2 separate regions of the Mus musculus genome follow, and region 1 is linked to region 2. Evidence: chromatin contacts called from public HiChIP or PLAC-seq data. All regions are on one chromosome and are shown on one strand. The core of a region is the stretch at or near the end of the contact, and the rest is flanking DNA. Distances in the headings are between cores, read along the strand shown.

Region 1 (6,277 bases), core at 1,638-4,137, 440 kb before region 2:
TGTTTATGTTGTATGTGGTATGTGTGTGTGGTATGTATATATGTGTGTATAGGGTGTGTGTAGTTTCATTTTACTTTTGTTTGTTTGTTTTTAGTTTTAATGTTTTGAGACAGGATCTTGCTGCAGAGCTCAGCTTGGCCTTCAATGCTTGTAGCCTAAGTTGGCTTTGAACTCAAGATCTTCCTTACCATTATCCTCAGTGAGATTTTCTTTCTTTAAAATTCCCTAAATGCCCCATTTTGCATTCAACTTGGACCATAACACTATGCTGCTACAGTGGCTCAGTTTATCTAAGTGTCTTTGCATACTGTATGCACGCTCCACAAACACAGTGCTCTTGAGCAGTGGGAATGAGTTCCAGAAGTCGGCTGGTCTAGAGAGGGCATCAGCTAACAGGTGAAAACCAGGCGTGTGTGGCTCCAGGGTGTGACATCAGCAAGCAATAGTTTCTGCAAGAGCCTAAGATGTCTTCCCTTTTGTACGTAAAAAGACAGTGTTTGGAAGGATGAGTATTGTGGGAATGGAGTGCCCCCTGCCTGGTCTTTTGTTTCTTCCTCCTTCATCCGTTGTCTAGTAATACTCAGAAGAGTGGCTGAGGCTGTGGATTCCTCCCTGATGTGAATTCAGCAAAAGCACTGTTTTTCCTGGAGTTTCCCTCCATCTCTAAGCTCTGAAGAAGGGAGGATTGATGTAATTGTATTGTAAGCTTCCACACACCAGATACCAGAAACGACGCAAGCTGGCCACTGAGTGAGAGCTCTTTGGATTCTAGATACTGTTCTCACAGTGGCTCTCTGAGATGCTTTACGCCACTAACCCACAGAGACGGCTTGTAGAACCCCAGCATCAGAACAGTTTTCAGTGTGAGAAGTGTATGTGTGTGGTTTTCTGGCTTTTTAATTTAGGAAGTGGCCCAGAAAAGTCTCCCATGGACTTCTAACAAGAACAGCTTGAACATCAATAAATTTAAAGTGACCCAAAAAGTACATTTTGTTTATGAATAGCAGAGGAGAAATAAGGAACAATAAAGGTCATCTCATGTGGACATACACAGAAACTTCTAGAACCTCTGAATAAGAACAACCATTTGCCTTTCAGTGACACTCTGTACTTTTGTAATCATCAAGAGAAAAAAAAAGTCTAAAGGCCTTCAAACTGGAAGTTTGCAGAACAAACCTCACTCCAGGTTAAAAGAGGCTACAAGAAGAGCATTATATGTTCAGATAAATGGTAAAGGAAGCATTCATTGTACACATGATAACAAGTCTTACACATCACAAAACCGTGCAGGCATATCACTATCATCCTGTATTAACCTCAAAAATGAGCAGGCATTGATTGCTATCACATGTACTTAACTCTCACAGGTCCATAGTGGAACAGGAAGGTGGGACACCCCATCCACATTTCATGAGTTACTGAGGTTTCTGAGAAATGAGTGCTTGGCCTTCACCCACTGCTTCTGACAAGCAGCAGCCTGTGGGTTGTGGTCCTTCACAGGAGGCTCTTCCTCTAGAGCCACCTTGTGTCTGCTTCCTCTAGGATCGGGTCACACACGCTGTGCTTGGCAGGGTACCTCATCTTTTCCTCATCCACAGCACGTTACTGAAGTTTTTCAAATCTGAGAATTGTCCATCCTTTACCAGTGGAGCACATAAAACCCCTCAGGACATGAATTAAGGAGGAACTGACCCTAGTGCATGACCTTGATAATGTGAACTTTTAGTTAATGTTTGGGCGGATGTATATACAAATATCTACTAAATATTAACATCTATTGTCTTCTATATTTTTTACAGTCCATGTAAGCACCCAGTCTGACTAAGAAGAGAGGATTGCCCTGAGAAATACACATCCATTTGGTCTGAAGAATCAGCAGTCAGACACTGATACCTTCTTCATGAGAGTATTCTATTCATGTGCACGTGTATACACACACACACACACACACACACCACATTACTCTTTACCTTGTGATGGGTAAAACCCTGGCCCTGGGATATTTAGTTCTAAATTCCAGGGACCTGTGAATGCTGCCTCACGTGGCCAGTACAATTGCATTAGCTATCATGGAGTCTAGATAGGGACGTTTACCCAATGAGCATCAGACACCCCCTTGCAAATGGAAGGTGAGCTATGTGTGATTTTAGGTGGTTGTGATGTGAGTCTGGAATCAGAGGTTGGAGGGATGAGCTTTGACCCTGGGAAAGGCATCACACACAAGGCACTGGATGCTCAAGACATCAGGCCAACTGCTCTCCCTGCACAGCCTTCAGAAGGCGTGGCCCACTCTACTGTGCTGCAGTGTGGTGGCTCTGGACTTCTGACCTCCAGCTCTGAGGACAGAACTCCCTCAGGCCTGTTGCTTTGGGATAGCTCTGAGAGGTTAAATTTCCCCAACTTCAGCTCCACTTCCAGACTTGACGGATAGGTTTGCTGCTCCTCATTTAGCCTCCCTCTGCTTTGGGCTAACAGCTGGACTCCCTGGCGAGTCTTGCTCTGTTGTGCTGAGGACACAGGCCTCTCACTGGGGCAAGGCATTTTTGGGGAGTGAGGTGATCATTCGTGACGAGACGAGTTATTTGGATTATCACAGGGTTTCTCCTTGTTCTCCTTTATCCCTCTCTGTAGCGGAGATAGTCCTTAAGAGCCACAGTCAAATTGCTTTTCTCAGAAAACCCTCTTACATGGTTTCAAAACATCCCTGCTCCAAGCTGTGGTCCTCAGGACTTGGAGAGGTAGGCCTGCTTGGGGACCTTGCTGCCTCCATAGTGTTTTCCCTAAGCCCTTGGTCAGGACTCACTTTGCTGGCCTGGATGTGGCTCTTGTGGGTGAGCAGGCCCCTCCCTCTGGGTTGTCCTGGTGTGGGTGTTATGTTCTAGCCGACTTCAAGCCTTGGATTTGTTTACACATTCAAGACAGCTCAGTGCTGTGTTACTCCCTCTAGTGCTTAAGGAACTGTGGGTGGGTGGGGTTGTGGGGATTTGAGAGCCCAGATCATCCCCTCTCAGTCACTCCAGGGCCTGTGGGCGGAACAAACACTATGAAACCAATTTCCTTCACTTCACACAAACTGCTACTTTATTATTTTGCAGATTAGAACATCTAGAGTTTCTATGAAAATGGTCTTTATGGTTACCACCCAGCGATAGTCTAACAAATATCTGTTTAGTGTTTGCTGTATATTAGGGAATACTCAAAATTCAGCAATGAATAAGGCAAGTTTGTTGTCTTCCTGCAGCTCCATGAATTCTACAGCAATCAAATAACCCAAAGAAGAGCATGCACAGACAGAAATCTCTAACGTGTGTGTGTGTGTGTGTGTGTGTGTGTGTGTGTGTGTGTGTGTGTGTGTTACGAAGGGGTGGGGTGAAGGGCCAGCATGTGGCCATTGGAGGAATGAGGCAGAAAGGAATTGGGGGTGGTTTGGATTCAGGGGCAGTAGGGGTTTCTTAGAGATGAAGATGGAGAAGCCAGCCCTGTAAAGCCTCTAGCAGTCTTTCCCAGTGTTGGAGCTTGCAGAGCACAGAGGACCAAGGAACTGAGGTGAGGCACAGCACAGAACTCTGTGGCTGGAACTAGGAAGAGATGGGTTGAGAGGTCCCATACCTGACCATCTAGAGCCTCACAGGCCTCAGGAAAGAGAATGGTTTTTTCTTCAGAAGCTGAGGGCTGCTGTAGTTCTGAATTGGTGTTTGGCGTTATGTGTTCACTGATCTTAGAACAGTGAGTTGGCATGGGAGAGGGGGCAAAGTGTACCAAGCTGGATACCAACCTGGTAGGGGGAGGTGTGAAGCTCAGACTCCATTTCTGGAAAACCTTCATCCCTTTGTTTTTTTCACAGGCGTTCCCGGAGCCTTGGTTGCTGAGACTGGGGTTTCTCTAAGTATTGAGTCTTGTAACATTTTTCTTGTTTCGTAGACATAGCCCCTTATTTTAGCTTATGCAAGAGAGTATTACTTTTTGAAGTTCTCTTAGTGGCCTTTATTGATAACTAGTATGATTTATTTAATCTATTGGTCACTATATTTTAGGCTGTGTGCTGAATAATTTTATGTCAACTTGAGACAAGCTACAGTCATCTGAGGAGAGGGAACCCTAATCTGGAAAGTACCTCCATAAGACTGGGCTGTAGGTAAACCTATAGAGTATTTTCTTAATTAGTGGTCAGTAGAGGAGGGCACAGCACTTTGGAGGTGATGCCACTCCTGGGCAGGTGGTCCTGGGCTCTATAAGAAAACAGACTGAGCAAGCCAATAAACAACACTCCTCCATGGCCTCTACATCAGCTCCTGCCTCCAGCTTCCTTTCCTATTGAGTTTCTGTCCTGACTTCCTTCAGTGATGGACTGTGGATGAGGAAGTATAAGCTGAATAAACCCTTTCCTCCCCAACTTGTTTTTGGTCATGGTGTTCATAGCAATAGTAGCCCAAAGACAGGCTGAATGGTTCCAAGTCAGATTGCCTAGTTAGAATAACAGCTTCTTTGCTTATAATGTGACTTTAGGCAAGTTCCTTAGTGGCTGTAAGACAATTTCTTCTTCTTTCTCAATGGAATTAATAACATGCCTAATTTCTGCAAGCATGGTGGTCTAGTCCCATTATCCCAGCACTCTGAAGGCTAAGGCAGGAGACTTGTGAATTAGAAGCCAACCTGTACAACACAGTGAGATCTTGTCTCAGACAAGCCAATAGGCCGACAAATACCTGCTTACCTCAGTAGCTTTAACTTAAGCGGTTTGTGAGGACTGGTTCCGTAAACACTTGTACAGTCACACACACAGCATCTGGTCCCAGGTGTGCACAGAGAATGTGATTTTGCTCATCTTTCCTGTTTTCTTTGGTCTGTCTGTGGCAGTACATGCTTTTCTGAAATGCTGGGACTTCTTCATCTTTGCTCATTCGTAAGAAAGGGCTTCTCAATGCTATCTTGGAGGCAGCTACGCTGTGGGTGTGGCTCTAGGGTCCTCAGCTGGGCTGCATTCTGAGGCTTGCATCCTCCTTCAGTGCTCTCACCTATGCTGGCCACCTGCACACAGAAGGCTTTCCACTCTCCCCTCTGCTTTCTCAGCCTTTAGCTCAAGAGCTTTCATGTGATCCCCTGTTTTATGGTGATATTCCCCTCATTAGATGTTTGTGGCCCAGATGGAGAATCTTTGGCTTAATCATTTCCAAAAACCAACCTTCTAGTTTTCTCACAAGAAGGTCAGAACAGGCATCTAGCTCGTTAGAGATGGGGGAATCTGGAATCAATAATTCTTTGTTTCTTCAGGCGTTATCCATCTTCCAGTTTTCGACCTCATCTCTACTTCCAAAGATCCAGGGCTTAACAGAATCTTGGCACTCTGGGGATCCCATGGTGCAAGCACAACTTCTCAGCTGTCTACACCGACTGCTGAGATTTAGCTTTCTTGGACAGTGAAGCCCATTTGGTTTCCAACTTCCAAACTTTATTGCCAATTTTCCCTTCTTGATTCTTTTGTTAAAAAAAAAGTTGCAGAACAGTTATTCGTGTTGGTTTAGAAAGGGTCAGAGACACATGTATCAACATGACATGTCTAACTGGGGGCATAGACCTTTGTTACATATTGGAGGCCTGTGTCCAGGGTAGCCACACAGTTGGTTGGAGACAACATAGAGAAGAGATAAGTTTCTCTGATTTACAACCAAATCTCTTTTCAAAGCCTTCTCATGGGAGCCCTGGTGGAATAACATTGGACATATTTTTCTCATGACCTCACTCTTGCAGAAGAGCCCTAGAGCCCCAGAAACTCATGAGATCGCGACTCTTCATTTCCCCAAAGTCCTCACCTGGAGAGCAGCTGGCTGTACCTGCAGAATGACTAAATGTCATATAGCAGCTAACCCCTGACAGAGACACCTTATTTTAATAAGCTAGTTTCCATAAATAGAGAAAAAAATTCATGACACTTGAGCAACATGATGGATATTTCCACTCCAGAAAATCAAACACCACTGCAGATGTATCAGTGACTTCAAGGAATCAGTTCTCCATGGATATGAACTCCACCCCAGCAACTGTTGCTGAGGCACCTTGAGACTAGACCCCACCCTTCCTCCTTGGGCTATGTAGATATTCTTAGTTAACACTTCAATCAAAAAGCACTTCTACTGCTATCCATGTGGCTGGAACTTGAGCAGGCTAGAGGTGACAAGGGCATGAAGAAATGACCAACACAAGCCCAGACCACTGGAGTCAGGCGGGCCCTGTGCTCTGATGGAGCTGCACAAACAATGTAGGACTTCAGTGCTTTAAT
Region 2 (6,771 bases), core at 2,606-5,105:
AGGAGTGTCACTGTGCACTGGGCTGAGTACGCAGAGATGTCATCAGTAGGCCCGCTGCTGACTGTGGACAGGAGCTTGAGTTCCTTGGGTGCTCGCCACTAAATCCCGTCTTCTGCCTTCAGTTAAATCCGTCTTGCTTAAGGTTTAATTTGCTGCGATGAAACACCCTGACCGAAAGCAACTTGGGGAGGAACGGGTTTATCTCACTTTAAACTTCCATATCAGAGGAAGTCAGGGCAGGAACCTAGAAGCAGGAACTGAAACAGAGGCCATGGGGTTGCTGTGTGTGTATGATTTTTACTGGCTTACTAAGTGTCCCCTCATCATAGTGCTTTCTCATACTGTCCAGAACCACCTGCGGAGGGGTGGCTCTTCTACCCTATGCCTGAGGCTTCCCAGTCAATCATTAATCAAGCAAATGCCCCACAGACTTGCCTACAGACATATCTATGCAAGCATGTTCTCAGTTGAGATTCCCTATAGCTTGTGTCAAATTGATTTAAAAAAAAAAGTCAGCACACTGCCTTTTGAAATATTCATACTCGGGTATTAAAAAATAGAATACTATAATATATACATTATAATATAAAATATATATTATATTTTCTGTTGCCGTGATAGAATTACCCAGACAAAAAAGTCACCTAGGGGAGACGGGGTTCTTTAGGCTCACAGTTCCATAGGCCATGCAGTCTATCACGTGGGGAAGGCATGGTGGCAGTATTGTGAGGCTAGCCCGGATGCATCTACACACAGGCAGTAAACAGTGGGAACTGGAAGTAGGGCCAGGCTACAAAACCTCAAAGCTGGCCCCCAGGGTTATACTTCCTCCAGCAAAGCTGGCGGTTCTAAAACTCCCCAAACAGTACCACCAGCTAGGCACCAAGTATTCAAACACATGGCCCCGTGAGGGCCATTTATCACTCAAGCTACCCTGTGTGCCAGGCAGGGCTGGTGTACATGAAGTACTTGGGTTTTATTTTGATGATTGCTCCATAAGCATTGGTACCCAGCTCACGCCCAAACTAACCACATCTAAGGAACTTTGTGCTTCCAGCCCTCGTGACCTTCCAGCTCGCCCGCTCCCTCACAGCTCCTGTAGCTGCGGAATTAGAGGTGTTGTCTTCTCTGCTTGGTAGGACATGTTATTTTAATACTTGGAAGTCAAAATTGCAACATCTTTTTCATCTGTTTCAAGTACCACTGCGTGGTGTTCTGGTAAAGTGGTGGCAGCAGTCCACAGAACTTTGCCAGCCAGGGGAGAAGCTCTTTTGAAAGGTGTCCAATCAGCTACGCAGTCAGGACTTCCAACACATCCTCAGAGGGGAATTAACTTCAAACATTAAAGTGGGACGAACTCGTGAAAGGCCTTTTCCCTCGTGAAACCATTTGCATTTTTGCAAGATATTTTTAAAGCATGGGACCTGTTAGCTGTGTATATCACAAATGCAGAAAGCATGATTTCTTCATAAAAGTCCTAAGATGAGGGACCTGTCAGCCACCCAGGCTTCAGCCTGCCCCAAACCATTCACCACCCTGAGAGAACCACAGCCCGACCTCCCCGCTTCACAGTCTTTTAGATACAAGCATATTGGCACGCCTCTCTGTAGGAGACACTCACCTCTGCAGGGTTCACAGTTTGTGGCTTTTTGCCTAGCTTTAGTCTTTGTTTTGCTTGCAGGATACCAATAAATTCCGTAAGATTGTGGACTAGCGTGGTAGCTTCCTGCTCTTGCAGAGGACCAGAGCTTTGTTCCAAAACCCATGCCAGGCAGCTCACTAACTCCATTGCCAGGGGTAATCTAATCGATGCACCCTCCTGGAATCCTTGGGCAAGTGCATATTTCACACACATACATACCTGCAGGCACGTATCCGACAAAGATGTCCTAGAAATAAAATCTTAAGAAAGAGAAAGAGAGAGAGAGAGAGAGAGAGAGAGAGAGAGAGAGAGAAGAAAGAAAGAGAAGAAAGAAAGAAAGAAAGAAAGAAAGAAAGAAAGAAAGAAAGAAAGGAAAACTGAAGTCAATGATGTCTTATCTTTCCAGCCATGCTATCATGTAGGATTTTAGGCAAATCCTGAGTGTTCCAAAAACAAAACCATTCCAGGATCCATTGTCTGGAGACTGGCTTCTGCCTGGGCTCCACTGGGTTCCATTCCCAGGTTCCCAGTGACTGCAAAGTCTATGGATTCCAGGCATCCAATGGAGAAATTTCCTTGCAGAGGAATGGTACAAGCCACAGTTATCTCTCCAGCAAGATTTCTTTCTCACTTCAAACAATTCTTCCTAATCCTGACCCCTAGATTGTCTTCTTCCCTCCAGACATGCATTGGTACAAGGAGCTATTCTCAGCCATGACTAGGGCTGTTTCCATCTGGGTCCGTGCTATGATCACATGGGGATTAGAGATAAAGTGGACCACCATCTCTGTTGTATGGGGAATTCCAGATGTTTTCACTCTACTGCAAAAGAAGTTTTCTTCTCATTAACAATAACTGTGTCCATTGGCCAACCAGCCTGTTGATGCAGGGTCTCACCATCTTGCCAAACAGGCAGGCTGAGCAAGAAAGGGGAAAGAAGAATTGCCCTGTTTGTGGCTGAAAATGGGATTTCAGAGGAGGCAGGGTCCTGCTGCTGCTCTGTGTCCCTCAGTTGTAGACCATCAGTGCATCCCAGTCACCAATAATCCATACACGCACTGCGGGTCACAGAGTTACCAGCCAACCAATGTCGGTTGTGCAGATAAATGTAAACAAGGAACCTCGTTTCCAAGGAATCTCATTCCCAAGCATTCAAGAAAACTAGCAATAGATATGAAAACTACGTCTTGGATAGGATTTCCTTTGAGGAACTTAGGTCACCAGGTATGGTGGCATTTGCTTTTGGTCTCAGCAGAGGCAGGGGAATCTCTGCAAGTTCCTGGTTCTGGCTAGCCAGGGCAACATAGTGAGACTCTGTCTCAAGAAAAAACAAACATAAAAGCAAACAAGCAGCCAGAAAGTACTTCTCATGTAAGCATGGAGCCTTGAGTTAGAATTCCCAGCCCCCACATAAAATCTGGACCCAGGATTTAATCCAGGATCTGGAGAAGTGGAGGTCAAAGGTCACAGCCAGCCTGGTTAGCTGAACTGATGAATGTGGGATCAATAAGAGACGTTGTCTCAAAGATAACATGGGTGAGCCAGTGATGTTGCTCAGTGTGAAGGCACTTGCCACCAACCCAGACAGTCTGAGTTCGATCCCTGGGACTCACAGAGTGGAGGAAACAAAATGACTCCTGAAAGAAAGCGGTTGTCCTCCAGCTTTTGCGCAGAGGCTGTGCTGTGCACACCCACACACCTGTAAGTAATAGTGTAATTTTTAAAATAAGGTGGAGAGTGACCAGGGAAGACACCTATAACCTGCGCTCTCTACACACAGATACACAACTGTGGATGCACAGAGAGTGGGGAAGCAAGGGGGAGGGGAGAGCGGTGTGGGGAGAGGAGAGGGGGAGAGCACACACCAGTAATTAAGATCTCAGTTCCACTTCCCCATGCCCTTCAAGCAAATATTCAAGTATTCCCCAGTGTGGGCTCTCCCTAGGTGGTATTGGATGGCTCCTTCTGACAGCTCATTCACTCTGTCCTCTCTGGGTCACTTCTCAATGTGTACATACATACACTCCATGTCAACTGGGTCAAAGTCCCTTTCTGCTTTTCACTTGGAAAGAAAAATAAAAACAAATGCAAGGAATGCAGAGTAGGACAGCAGCAGGGAATGCCAGCCCTGGCCTTCATTAGAAGAGCCAGCTCTATTTTTACCTCATTTGTTTACTTAGCATCCTGTCACGGGACCGGATCTCTGCTATCCCATAACGGGTGGAGCACGCAGCATGTCTGCCTCAGTCAGGAGTCCAGCTGCTGTACGAGCATGTACATGTGCACACCTGCCAGAAAGGACCCTCTCTTCGGCTGCTGTTAAGTTCAGTCATGTGACTGCTTGTGGACATTAATGCTCACTTGCTCTCTGTTTCTCTTTTAATTAACTAAACTTAATTCTGAACATTTGCTGATATACAGAAGATTAAGAAAACAGAGAGAGCGGCGCCTGACCTCGCCTCAACTGGCCCTGCTGTTAACAGCCCCATGAGCCTGGTGTGTCTATTATCCTGAACTTGCTTTTGATGCCTTACCAGATACTAATGTCCACAGAGTCTGCCCCGCTTTCTACAGTTCTGTGGAACACCAATGCTCTGTTGTGTATATGCATCCGCCAGGAGCCACATAGTGGCAGATGGAATCGAGGCATTGTCCTAAGCACCTAAATGATTCACCTATTAAACCCTCTTCCCCTCCCCCAACCCTCAGCCCTGCATCCTAGAATTCTCCAGAAGGACAGAGTCCACGTGCATGCATATCTGCATCTATAGAGATATCTCTATAGATGCAGATAGGTCAGGGGCTTAAGGTCTCTGCTTACATGACTATCTATGGTGACCAAAAAAATCCATCAGTCTGAAGACATCATAGTATGACAGACACAGTGGAGTTTCAGAGGCAGGGAACCCAAAAGTAGAGCTCTGGGGTCAGGGAGAAAAGCCTGAGACGCTGAAAAGGCTGTGGTAAATCCTAAGTCCAAACACTGGAGCGCCTGTGGGGTACTGCTACCAAGTACCAGGAAACAGTGGAGCAGGTTCAACACGGGGGCCTCATGGGACCCATCCCAGTTCCTCGGAGCTCCAGGTTTATAACAAATGGACAAGAAAGGCCACCCAACCTCAGACCCTACAGGGATAAGGATCTGATTGGTCCATCTGACTGCTATCCAGACAAGTCAGGGATGCTGGCTGAAAGTGAGAAGCTAGCAGAAGATGGAGGTGACCAGGATCCACCTCAAGCCTCAGTATCAGCTACAGTAACAACAGCTTAATGCAGTTCACCAGTTAGTTACAGCTCATGTAAGTTCCCAGGAAATGAGACAAATTAGAACCAGCAGGATAGAATACTCCGCTCTGACAGCATGACACCAAAGGCTGCTCTCTGCTCCGAACCCCTCTACAAGGCTAGAACCTTGTGCCCAAGCTGCTGGGACTATCACCACTAATGAATGGCTCCTGGCTGAGTTCCTGCCACAGAGAGCTCCTTAGTTACACTCCCTTCCAGTAAGTCGGACAAAACCACAGCCTAGCCGGGTAGAGTGGCGCAAAGACCTCCCCCTTGCCTCAATTTCGGAATGTTCCGAAAGACTCCTAGCTCTGGAACTCCCCTGCATCAGCGAGGTCCCCTGTGCGTGTGCTGCCCATCTCTTTCCCTTTGTTGTTCATTACGAACAACCTAACTTGAATTACAAACCAACGTTCGAAAAACTAAAACCATAGTAAAATTGGTTTACTTGAGTCAGTACATAATCAATATTTTTGAAATAAATTTAAAAGTGGTCGTTTAATTATTTTCTATTAAATCTTCAAAGCCTGCCGGGTGCTTTATGTTACAGTGTCTCAGTGCTGGATAGATGCACTTCACAGACTCAAGCACCACATGTGGCCCGCAGCTACCACATTACACAACCCAGCAGCTGTGGATGTTCCAAAGAATCGAATTGCAAGGTCGTAAGATGCACACGCTTCAACGTCAGCCAATGTTGACTATTTTTTTCCAGATTCTGTACCAATTTATACTTTGAGTGAAGCCTTTGAGTGCCATGTTATTCCACACGCTAGACAAAGCATGGCTTCACTCAGAACCTCTGAGCTGAGGGAGGAGAGGAGAAGGCAAAGGCAGACAGACAGACAGACATTGAGAAAATATGGCAGAAGCTGAATGACTTGAGAAGTGGTTAAACAGCAGCATCAGGGCAGTGTGCGTTTCAACTGAACCCGTAAAGAATTTTCTCATTGTCTTGACTGTGTCCCATACTACCCCATTCGTTCATTGTCTAGGGTTCCTATTGCTGTGACGAAACACCATGACCAAAGCAACTCAGGGAGGAGAGGGTTTGTTAGGCTCATAGATCTACATCACTGTTCATCCCCAGGAGGAGTCAGGACAGGAACTCAAGCAGGGCAGGAACTAGGAGGCAGGAGCTGATGCAGAGGCCATAGCAGGGTGCTGCTTGCTCATCGTGGCTTGCTCAGCCTGCTTTCCTATAGAATCCAAGGCCACCAGCCCAAGGACAGCACCACCCAGATGGGCTGGACCCTCCCCTATCTAGCACTAATTAAGGAAATGCCCTCCAGGCCTGACTGCAGCCCAATCCTATAGAGGCATTTCTTTAATTGAGGTTCTGTCTGTGTCAAGTCAAAGAGAAACCATCCAGCATAACACTTTCTCCACGTATGAACACTGTCCTCATCAAAACTCCGACTTGCTAAGAAGAGCAGCCTGTGATTCCAAACACACAGTCAAAATCCTAAGTGTTGTGGTGGGAAAGAGGAGGGTACTCTATGACACTGTGAAGAGCAAAATGGAGCAGTTGGTGAGGCATACGCCAGTCTATAGAGGCCAGGTCTATAGATTCAATAATAGCACTGCATTCCTAGTGATTTTATTGTTTTTACCTCTGTTGTGGAGTCAGGGGGGAGAATACACCTGTACGAGGGGTCCACACATGTTCTCGGAGCTGTAGGCATGGGTATGGATGTGACTGTGGCTACAGAGATGCAGATACTAACAGGATGGGGAAAGTGGAGCAGCCACGTGTGTGGCTTGCCCAGGGCAGCTGAGTTAAAGAATTAGAATAGAAAAAGCCAAGGGTTTAAGGTGTGGGCCAAGTAAGGAAGGTGGGAGCC

Evidence for each region. HiChIP or PLAC-seq counts read pairs in DNA pulled down with a chosen protein or histone mark.
Region 1: a FOXA1 HiChIP or PLAC-seq map of pancreatic cancer cells shows a contact between it and region 2. The contact joins two enhancer-like sites. A contact is called at or near these places in 1 of 115 datasets of contacts at active chromatin or transcription factors (pancreatic cancer cells) and 1 of 9 other capture datasets (embryonic stem cells).

Annotation. Positions count from the first base shown.
Region 1 is chr6:87,564,476-87,570,752 of GRCm38.p6, reverse strand. No RefSeq gene overlaps it. Among named protein-coding and RNA genes, the nearest start is that of Gm34222, 14 kb to the left of the region's middle. Within about 2 kb of position 2,887, at least 36 of the 459 cell types and tissues checked have an H3K27ac peak or open chromatin away from gene starts, as enhancers often do. A contact at or near this core is called in pancreatic cancer cells, where this site is marked.
Region 2 is chr6:87,124,320-87,131,090 of GRCm38.p6, reverse strand. No RefSeq gene overlaps it. Among named protein-coding and RNA genes, the nearest start is that of D6Ertd527e, 23 kb to the right of the region's middle. Within about 2 kb of position 3,855, at least 35 of the 459 cell types and tissues checked have an H3K27ac peak or open chromatin away from gene starts, as enhancers often do. A contact at or near this core is called in pancreatic cancer cells, where this site is marked.